Regions from separate parts of the Sus scrofa genome. Here region 2 is linked to region 1. A link is a contact called in public HiChIP or PLAC-seq data. All regions are on one chromosome and are shown on one strand. Each heading gives the region's core, a stretch centred on a gene start, on an enhancer-like site or on the middle of the called end of the contact. The rest is flanking DNA. Distances are from core to core; before and after follow the strand shown.

What was found. HiChIP or PLAC-seq counts read pairs in DNA pulled down with a chosen protein or histone mark.
Region 2: an H3K27ac HiChIP or PLAC-seq map of alveolar macrophages shows a contact between it and region 1. The contact joins the enhancer-like site here to the promoter of AOC2 in region 1. A contact is called at or near these places in 2 of 5 promoter capture datasets (fetal liver and liver), 6 of 47 Hi-C or Micro-C datasets (fetal skeletal muscle, liver, omental adipose tissue and 2 more) and 2 of 2 datasets of contacts at active chromatin or transcription factors (alveolar macrophages and skeletal muscle).

What each region holds. Positions count from the first base shown.
Region 1 is chr12:20,026,330-20,031,579 of Sscrofa11.1, reverse strand. It overlaps AOC2 (retina-specific copper amine oxidase), which reads left to right and starts at 3,613. Exons shown (of 4, transcript XM_003131393.4): 1 at 3,613-5,250. The coding sequence starts at 4,332. It overlaps PSME3 (proteasome activator subunit 3), which reads left to right. Exons shown (of 11, transcript NM_214348.1): 7 at 10-78; 8 at 225-292; 9 at 392-446; 10 at 566-652; 11 at 1,251-1,383. The coding sequence ends at 1,331.
Region 2 is chr12:20,120,562-20,125,651 of Sscrofa11.1, reverse strand. It overlaps EZH1 (enhancer of zeste 1 polycomb repressive complex 2 subunit), which reads right to left. Exons shown (of 22, transcript NM_001243206.1): 6 at 3,965-4,085; 7 at 2,414-2,572; 8 at 2,397-2,411; 9 at 1,210-1,312; 10 at 428-591. Among named protein-coding and RNA genes, the nearest start is that of EZH1, 15 kb to the right of the region's middle. Within about 2 kb of position 3,056, at least 3 of the 83 cell types and tissues checked have an H3K27ac peak or open chromatin away from gene starts, as enhancers often do. A contact at or near this core is called in alveolar macrophages, where this site is marked.

The sequences.
Region 1 (5,250 bases), core at 2,364-4,863:
ACCCTTCAGGTCAAAATGTGGGTACAACTCCTGATTCCTAGGATAGAAGATGGGAACAACTTTGGGGTGTCCATTCAGGTAATGTGCTTGCATTGGAAATGGGAGAGGAAGGTTTGGGAGGTAATCTCATCTCCCCTGCTTTTGTGTTTTCCCTTTCTCTTTGGTTTGCTGTGGGGTGATGTGGAAGTGGCTTTTAACCTTTTTGTTTTGTTTTTTTTTTTCAGGAAGAGACAGTTGCAGAATTAAGAACTGTTGAGAGTGAAGCAGCTTCTTATCTGGACCAGATTTCTAGGTAGGGCTGCTTGGACTTGGCCCAGGAATTGAGGGCTGGTGAGATGGCATGCGCTGTCTGGGGTCCCCTGCAGCTTTCTCCTCTTCTCTCTCCTTCCAGATATTATATTACAAGAGCCAAATTGGTTTCTAAAATAGCTAAATACCCCCATGTGGTAAGTAAGGGTTTGTGGCCGAGGGTGGAAGTGGTAGGACAGGGAGGCATGCCTTCCTGGGAAGAGCTGCGTGGGACAGTCAGCCCTCGAGGACTAGCCTTTTCTCTGCCCTTCGTCAGGAGGACTATCGGCGCACCGTGACAGAGATTGATGAGAAAGAATATATCAGCCTTCGGCTCATCATATCAGAGCTAAGGAATCAGTATGTAAGTAACCTTGGTCCCCGCCCACAGGTGCTCTGGCTTCTCTTGGTTCTGGTGATCGTTTTCTTGCCACTCTCTGGGGGTTGAGATGAGAGATGGAGGTAAAATGAGTGGAACAAATTCCTCCCATCAACCGGGTGTTGAGAACTCTGGGGTCACTGACGGTATCTAGCCGGGTATCCTTTCTTTGTACCTGGCTGGGAGGGAGCACGATATGCAGTACAGTATAGGGGTGAAGCTGGGGGTGTGAGAGTCAGCCTTGGGTTTGGAACCAATTCTGCCTGTAATGTGTGGCCTTGGGCAGGTTTAACCTCAAGCTTCAATTTCTTCATCTCTGACACATTAAAGAACCCGGTGCAATTCTTAGTGTGTTAAATGCTTAGTAAGTGTTAGTTATTGGACACTTGGGGCCTTGGAGATACCCAGGTGTGCCCAGTTGGGGGAATAAGAGAGGTCATAGGGCAGCTACCCTGAATTCAGGTTCAAGCGAGTGAGATCAGGGCTATGTGAACGATTGCTGGGGGCTTTGGGGGTTTGTCTTGTTTCCCTAGGCAGGTGGGGGTAGAACAGACGTGTGATTCCCTGATCCGTCTTCTCCCAGGTCACTCTACATGACATGATCCTGAAAAACATCGAGAAGATCAAACGGCCCCGGAGCAGCAATGCAGAGACACTGTACTGAGGCCAGGGCCAGGGCCAGGGGACTCTGTGAGTCTGGCTCAAGACCGACATTGCCTTGGTTTGTTACATGACTATCGTGATGGGGAAACTGGCTGGAAATAGTAATCACACCTCTCTCTGTTTTTAGTTAGAGTCTAATGAAACTCTCATGTAGTTCTGTGACGTGTTTACCTCTTTTTTCAGGCCTCAGGAACTCTTCTATTTCCTTCCCTCATACCCCAGACCCCCGTCCTAATTTCTGGAGTACTCCAGGTTTGTGTGCGCAGGATGTTGGCACAAGTTTACTTGTGTTTTCTCTCCCCACTTCCCTTCTGTGTCTTGGGCTTTATGTTTTCTTCCCTTTGATGTTCAGTTGGTTAGAAGTTGAGGGAACTTGAAGGAAAGTGCTAGGTATTTTGTAGGAACTGGGGCTGGATGGGGGAACCAGCTTCTCTCTTCCTGATGGCAGGTTAGTATCTCTTGCCTCTGTGGGACATTGGATCCTCCCTGCCACAGTTGCCCTGGTGATGACTTAGGGTTTCCCATCCACATACATGACACCTTGAACCTGATCACGACAAGAAACACCTTAGACCTTCTGCCAAGTCCCTAGCTCCTTCAGATATTTTTATAAGTAGGATTTTCACATACACAGATGTGCATCTCACACACACACACACGTACATGCGCGCCCTCCGACTCTGTTACTTGATGCCTCCCCCACTCTGCCCCACCCACAGACCTTGTCTGTCAGTCTGTCTGTGTCTCACACACACATACACCGTTCAGAAGGTGATAGTTGTTTAAGTCCTTATCTGCTGGGACCCATTGTCTCCTGACATTAGCCTCTTGGTGCTTGAGGCTGGTGGGTTGGAAGACAGCTGAGAGATGAGAAGCAGAGGGAGTGGGGAAGGCCCCTTCCTCTGTGACTCGGGTCCTTTTGGACGAGTTGAAATTGGTGTGGGGGTGACCAGAAGCTGCTGCTCCTACTGGGCTTTCCCGTTGGGAAAAATGTTTCTCTTATTTATAGTGTTGTGCTTCCAGGGAAAGCAGTCACTTGTATGTGTATGTGTGTGCATGCACACGTAGGCATGTACACGTTGTGTGTATGTGGACATCTGTTGGGCAAGTCAAAACCATAGAAGAGTTGCCTCTTATCTCTCGAATCGTCTGGAGATATCACTTGTTACAGCTTTTGTGTTGACCCTCATCAACCCCCACTTTTTTATTCTCACCACTGGAGAGAGAGTCTGTCGGTGACTCTCTCGGTGTCTAATTCTGACTTTTATTCTTTGTCTTGTCTCTGTCTTCCAACCTCCAATCATATTTCCACCTGGATGCATCATCTTTACTCCCAGTGCGCTGTAGAGAAGGAGTTCGGGTGTGGTCTTCCCGTGAATAGTACTCAGTAACAAACCAATTGCATTTTAGTTGGGCAGTGCTCCTACCCACCCTCAGACCCCTTTCAACGAAAACCCTCCCTTCCTCCCAACATGTGTTTCTCAGTTTCCCTTTTTGTTTGTTGGATTGTTCTAGTGCCCCTGCTCCCCACCTTACCACCCTTGGATCGTAATGTAAAATTCTTTTACCATGTCAAGAAATTATTAAAAATACAGGTACTTTGACCTCTTTCTAAAGCCGCAGACCCTGATGCGATGCTCTGGTGGCCAGGGACACACCCGTACTCTGTGCACATTGGGATACTCACCTCCATGTGTATACCTCCAGCCGCCCTATGGGGTGTCTTTATACCATTTGAGCTGCCTCTTTTCTTGGGAATAATGGAAAGATGGAGGCTTCTGCCTCCCAAGAGGCAAGGGTGGGTCCTTCATTTGTGTTCAGGCTGAATCACATGAAAGTTAGCTCTTCCCAGACCTAAGCTGCCTTCTACCCTCACAAGACCCCAGCTCCTTCCTTCCTTCTCCAGCGATACCCATGAACTGCCAGTAGAGGCTGCTCTAGATCCGTGCGTGGGGAATCACCCGGTTCAAGGCACAACCTACTCGGTCATTTCCTTTACTTTATACTAATACTTCCCTTCGAATAATGTCTTAAGTTTCTTGAGGTGATGCCAGGGACCCCTGGTTTTGGTTTTCAAATGACTTGGAGGGCTGTCTAGGACCCTAGCTCCCTCTGAAATAAAGTTTCTTCAACTTCCACCTTGCAAAGTAGCGTTCTCATATCCGATGATCTGGTACCCATTGTCTCTGCAGAAAAAGATTTAGGGTCTTGAACAATGGAGGTTCATCTGCTCTGTTCTGTTTCAGAGATCGCTGACAATTTTTGAACCTCCCCTGTGGCAGGCGCTAAGCATTCTGGGCATGATCACATTTACTTTTCATGAATCTCTGGGGAAGTTTTATCCCTTCTTTATAGGTGAGGACACTGAGATTCATGATAAGTAATGCCCTTGAGATCACACAGCTTAGGAACCCACGATTGGTGTACAGGTCTGACTGCTGCGCCTAGGCCTTCGCTGCTCCTTTCCCACCAACTACATGCAAGTGGTCTGAGACTACAAATCAAGGGCTTGGCCTTAGGCAGCTGGCAGAACACAGTGCTTACCGCTGAACTGGGCAGTGGATCCTGGAAATGTTGGGGGTAGTGCCTGCCAGGAGGTAGGAAAATGGACAGAGTGTCTGCATGTAGCACCCAGGACTTGACTGGGCACCTGAGATTTGCATTCTTCCTCAGACCCATTCAGGGTGGAAAGTAGAGTTTAGCGTATATACAAATGCCCTCTAATCTGGTCTAAATAATAGTGATGGGTACTGACCATGCTGCTGGGAGGAGTTCAGGGGGAGGAGAGAGGCTGTGCACGTGGAAGGAATACCTTGAGCCAAACCACAGAACAGAAAATTGGAGCAGAATGATATAAATCAAGGTCAGAATTTTCCTGTCCAACCCACAGGGCGGAGTTTTCTCTATTCCTCTCCATCCCACTGCATATAAACTGGGATTTGATGTCAGTAACTGGAAGGAGCTGCTGGTAGGCCTCTCATTTCAGCTCTCAGCTTTCACCATGAACCTCAAGGTAGTCCTCGTGTTGCTGGCACTGTCCCTCATTACCATCTTTGCTCTGGCCTATGTCTTGCTGACCAGCCAAGGTGGCTCCAGCCAGCCTCCCCACTGCCCCTCTGTATCCCACAGTGCCCAGCCCTGGACACACCCTGGCCAGAGCCAGCTGTTTGCAGACCTGAGCCGAGAAGAGCTGACGGCTGTGATGAACTTTCTGACCCAGAAACTGGGGCCAGGCCTGGGGGAGGCCGCCCAGGCCCGACCCGCAGACAACTGCATCTTCTCAGTGGAGCTGCAGCTGCCCCCCAAGGCGGCAGCCCTGGCCCACCTGGACAGGGGGAGTCCCCCGCCTGCCCGGGAGGCCCTGGCCATCATCTTCTTTGGCGGACAACCCCAGCCCAATGTGACCGAGCTGGTGGTGGGGCCGCTGCCCCAGCCCTCCTACGTGCGGGATGTGACTGTGGAGCGTCACGGAGGCCCCCTGCCCTACCACCGACGCCCCGTGCTGGGAAATGAGTCCGCCCAGATGTGGAAGCATTTGAAAGAGGTGGAGCTCCCCAAGGCACCAGTCTTCCTGGCTTCTGTCTGCAGCTACAATGGCTCCAATTTGGCAGCTCTGCATGCCACCCCTCGTGGCTTACGCTCAGGGGACCGTGCTACCTGGATGGCCCTCTACCATAACATCTCAGGTGTTGGGATTTTTCTTCATCCTGTGGGGCTGGAGCTCCTGCTGGACCACAGGGCTCTGGACCCTGTCCGCTGGGCTGTCCGGCAGGTCTTCTACCTTGGGCGCTACTATGCCGACTTGGGCCAGTTGGAATGGGAGTTTAAGGCTGGCCGGCTGGAGGTGGTTAGAGTTCCTCTACCCCTGCCAGATGGGGCCTCATCCCTGCGGTCCCGGATCTCCCCCGGGCCTCTTCCCC
Region 2 (5,090 bases), core at 1,807-4,306, 95 kb before region 1:
AGTTGCCATGAGCTGTGGTGTAGGCTGCAGATGTAGCTTGGATTCTGCATTGCTGTGGCTGTGATATAGGCCAGCAGCTGTAGCTGTGATTTGACCGATAGCCTGGAAACCTCCATATGCTGCACATTTGGCCTCATAAAGCAAAAAAAAAACCCAAAAAACAAAAAAAAACCCACACCATTTCTGACATCAATACAATTCTTCCAAAGCTAGGAGGTACTTGGGGACAATTATGTTGCTGGTTATTCTGTTCTGACCATGCAAAGCACATTTCACTATAACTGAACAAGAGAACATAGAACTGGCCCTTTATAAAACCATCATCAGATCAGAGGCTTGGAACTCTATACGATAAACTAAAATAAACAGAAAGAAATGGTGGCCAGGGATGGAAAACAGGAGAGTCTTTCAGAGTAGTCCCACTCACGATGAAGGAAGCAGTCGTATTTAAAGCAGCGCCGGCAGAAAAGTGTGTGGAAGGAGTGCAGAGACTGCTCCCGCTGCACGGACTTGGCATTGGGGCCATCGATGTTGGGGGTGCACTGAGGGGGAAGAGCGTTGGGGTCTGACATCTCTGTGAGTTCTCGATACCTAGTTAAGAAAAGAGAAAGAAGGGTTCCTTCAAAGGGAATGTCTCCCTGAGAAAATGCAGACTGAGCACCAACAGTCACCCAGGCCCTGTCTGCCAAGGGAGGATGAGCATTTTCTATGAGTCTTGTTTTGCTTTTGTTTTTGTTTTTTATGGCCACACCCATGCCACATGGAGATTCCCAGGCTAGGGGTCGAATCGGAGCTGCCACTGCTGGCCTAGGCCACAGCCATAATAGCAATGCAGGATCCGAGCCAAGTCTGGGACTTCTACAGGTCTTATTGAGGACGGAATGGTGGCTAACCCAGTGAGTACACCACTGCAGTTATGCTGGGCTGGCTGTACGCCTGAAAGTAAGGGGAGGGTAAGATTTGATAAATATGGTGCTGGATTAACTCTCCAGAAAAGTGGTTAAAATCTTAAAAACGTCTCTGCCCAGATTTACTCAAAAGCCAACAAACGATGGCCCTTAATATGGGAACGGCCATTCAGAGGTAATCAGCAGTGTGGGCAAATCATAACGCACTTACCATAAACAAGGCTTTTTATTAACCAAAACCAAGCTTGTATGAAAGTTTTGCCAGGTACTCTATGCGGCCTCTGGGGGCCGTGCTCGTTACCTCTCCTTCATGTCATCCGGGACGCCGTTCTCAGGGAACATGGAGGCGATCGCACTGAAGATCATGTCGTTTGGAAACTGCTTCTTGGAACTCTTTTTGTTGCCTGAATTGGAAATGATAAAAAGCCCCTGAGGGCAACAACCAGAACAGGCACACAAAGCTTTTGGATCTTTCTCCTTTCGTCACAGCATTTTGATTAGAGCTGCTCTGTAACCTAACCATTGACTATTTAGGAATACATACGGAAGCTCAGTGCTACCTGGATCTCTTTAATAGCCTACTGGTAAATAAGGAACTCAGAGTGATCTACATGTTAACCACAAAATCCATGTTCTAAGACAGAATCTGGAGGTGAAACCAGAAGTTTCATGGAGAGATCTGAGTACAGAAGAACTCCACCGTAATGCTGACGCTGAAGAACAAGACTGATTCTCTAACTCTGTTATAACAAGAGAGAGAGAGACACTGTGTCTCTGGACATATACTATAACTAAATTAAATGAAGAGTTTAAATTAAACAGCATGGGAAAGTGTTCACGATGTAAGATTAAATAAAAAGGGATATAAAACGATGTATGTGTATACACACATAAATGTGGCACAATACCAATTTAATATATACCAATACATGCATGTTGATTTACATATATACTTGAAAAAATTGATATATAACACTGTATACATTTTAGGTGAACATATATATGTGTATATACTTACATTTTTTAAGTCTAGAAGAATATTAATATTGGTTATTTCTGGTAGCAAGATAATAGGGTAATTTGGTTTCTTCTTTATAACTATCCGTATTTTCTAAACACACAATTTTTTTTTTGGTTGCACCTGTGGCCTGTGGAAGTTCCTGGGCCAGGGATCAAACCCGAGCTGCAGCTGTGACCTGAGCTGCTGCGGAGATAACACTGGATCTTTAACCCGTTTTCCCACAGTGGTAACTCCCAAACACACGATTTTTATGATTAGAAATGAACAATGATTATTCTCTAAGTTCTCCTACTTTCCTCTTCAGCCAGGTTACGGTTATCTTAAGCCATGAGTCAATGAACATGTTTTCCTTTTAAATGGCCCCATGAGAAATACCAATAGCCTTTAATAAGCAATAAAGCTTTTGTGTTTGCCTCCTCACCTCTCCCTGTCACTTTCAAGTGGAATAAGGAAGTCGTGCTATTCACCTTCAATAGCATGTCTTTTCGCTTTCTCGTTACTGGCAGATCTTCTTTGCTGTCATCTTGCTTTCCATCTGAGTTGTCATTGTGCCCGTCCTCCTCCTCATCCGAGTATTGATTCAGAGCATCTACCAACTCCAGGAAAACAGCATCACTAATCAGCACAGAGCCAGGAATCATCTCTGAAACATAAGAATTAGATGGATGAGCAGTGGTTATTTCACCCTCTATTCATCCTCCTGGGAAGGTTTTCCTGTATTCACTCCTGAGGCCCAGATAGATAACATGTGTATATTTTTATATAGACAACCAGGGAATTGCAATAATTTGATTGGCTCTTACAACTGCAACAGTTCAGCTGACTAGAGTGGGGAATCCAGTTCTGGACTTCATTCTTTCATTCTTTCTAGGGGCTTCACTTCCTCAGTAATACATCAACCTGTATTTATGGCCCAAAAATCTCGTAAAACTGTGCCAACAATACAAATGTGACAGAGAAAGAGTGATAAAAGTGAAAATGTACCTGGTTTTGCTATCCAGAGGTCAACAGTGATTCTCTAAATCAAAAGACAGCACTTTTTTCTAAAATCATACTACATCTACGATTAGGATAAAGACTCTGACACTAGGGGGCACTGTGTATAAATAATGTATTTGAACAGCATGACACCACCACCCACCGTTTGTCAAAAGAGCAGGTGAGGCTGCTGGTCTGCAAATCCAAGAGAGGCCCTCTGCAATTTCTCCCTTCTTACATGCTGACAGTTTCTCTAAAACTACAGCTAAATACAAACAACTTGCTTTTGAAATTGTACATAAACCCCTATGTCGCTTTTTGCTTTAGTCTCCTAGGCCCTCCCCAGTCACAAAAAGGCTGACTCAAGAGTTAATGATGGAGTTCCTGTCATGACTCAGCAGGAACGAACCTGACTAGTATCCATGAGGACGTTGGTTTGATCCCTGGCCCCGCACAGTGGGGTAAGGATCCAGCGCGGACATGAGCTGTGGTGTAGGTTGCAGAAGGCTTGGATCCTGTGTTGCTGTGGCATAGGCCAGCAGCTGGAGGTCCGATTAGATCCCTAGCCTGGGAACTTCCGAATGCCATGGGTGCAGCCTTAAAAAGAAGAAAAACAGGAGTTCCCGTTGTGGCTCAGTGCTAATGAATCCGACTAGTATCCATGAGGTTGAGGGTTCGATCCCTGGCCTTGCTCAGTTGGTTAAGGATCCAGCATTGCTGTGAGCTGTGGTGTAGGTTACAGATGTGTCTCAGATCTCTCGTTGCTGTGGCTGTGGCCTAGGTTGGCAGCTACAGCTTGGATTTGACCCCTAGCCTGGGAACTTCCATAGGCCTCAGCTGCAGCCCCAAAAAAGACAAAAGGAGGAAAAAAAAAGGACAAAAAACAAAATTTAACTGGGGTACTTTTAATATAAAAATTTTTACTCTCAGTCATGTGATGACATTGAAATATTCTTCCCTGTGTACACCATGAAGAAGCAGATAAAAGTAAGATGAGGATGCACAAACAAGAGGTACCATCCTATCAAAGTTTTCTCAAAGAGCCCAACCCTACTACCTTCTTCACCATGGACTTTGCCATCGTAGTTATTGATCAGCTCCTCAATGAAAGTCTCATCTTCTTCCTTCACCTCATCGCCCATGTAGGGAATATTGCACAAAACGGTCTCATCTTCTACCTGAAATCAAACCAGATGTGATTCATTCCATGAAGCCACTGTGCATCTCCTCTTTCTTCTTTAAAGAACCTTTGCTGAGACTTTTTTTGCCAGTTAAATCTCCTGAAGATGCCTTTTGTTACACAGTTAACTGCACTCTAAAGACTGGCCATTTTGTTTTGCCAACAAAATCTCACATGGAAGAGGATGATGCTACTCGTAGAAGAAAAAAAAAGTCAGTTTTACAACTTGAGAATATTAACTACTAAATGTTAAGCTGGATACTAACAATGGTATTTCCACCAACACCTAGAATTGGATTTATTTTTCACAGTGATCCCATCGATTACATCATTTTACCCAACAAACATCATTGTGAAATAGGTACAAATACCCGTAAACTACAGTCTAAAAGGTGTTCAATTCTAATTCTTCTCATAAGTAGAGAGACCGATAAATGACAAGGAAGGCTTCCAGGAGCATAATCTGCAATATAACTGGAATATTTAGAACTGAAACTGTCTACCATAAACTGTCTGTATATTCAAAGACTAACTTCCTGTAATCATTATAAAAAATTATGATTACAATTCATGTCACTCACACTCAGTGGAAACCTAAAGTCAACTACAGTATGAGCTATGTATAGTTTCTGGCAATAAACAATACTAATGGAATTTGTTTTTTTTTTTTTTTTTGGTTTGGTTCAGCAGAGAATACAATCATTCTTAGATCTCCAACTATCAAGTAAAGTCATCCTGAAGTTTTATTCTAAGAGATGAATATAAACCTATATCCTATTCTAGTCAGCAGAACTGCTCTCTGTCACCAGGCATTATAAGCAATGGCAGTATTTAAAGAGGACTGATTATCAGGACCACAAACAATCCTAGTAGGAGTCAGCATAAAGGCCCAGATGAAAGGATTGTAGGTCCAAGTGTGCCTCTGTTATCTCAGCTGCTTTCATAGCATCTTGCCTTTAGGGGATTAAGAAAGGATTGCTCCATCAGCAGGGAGTTGTCAACC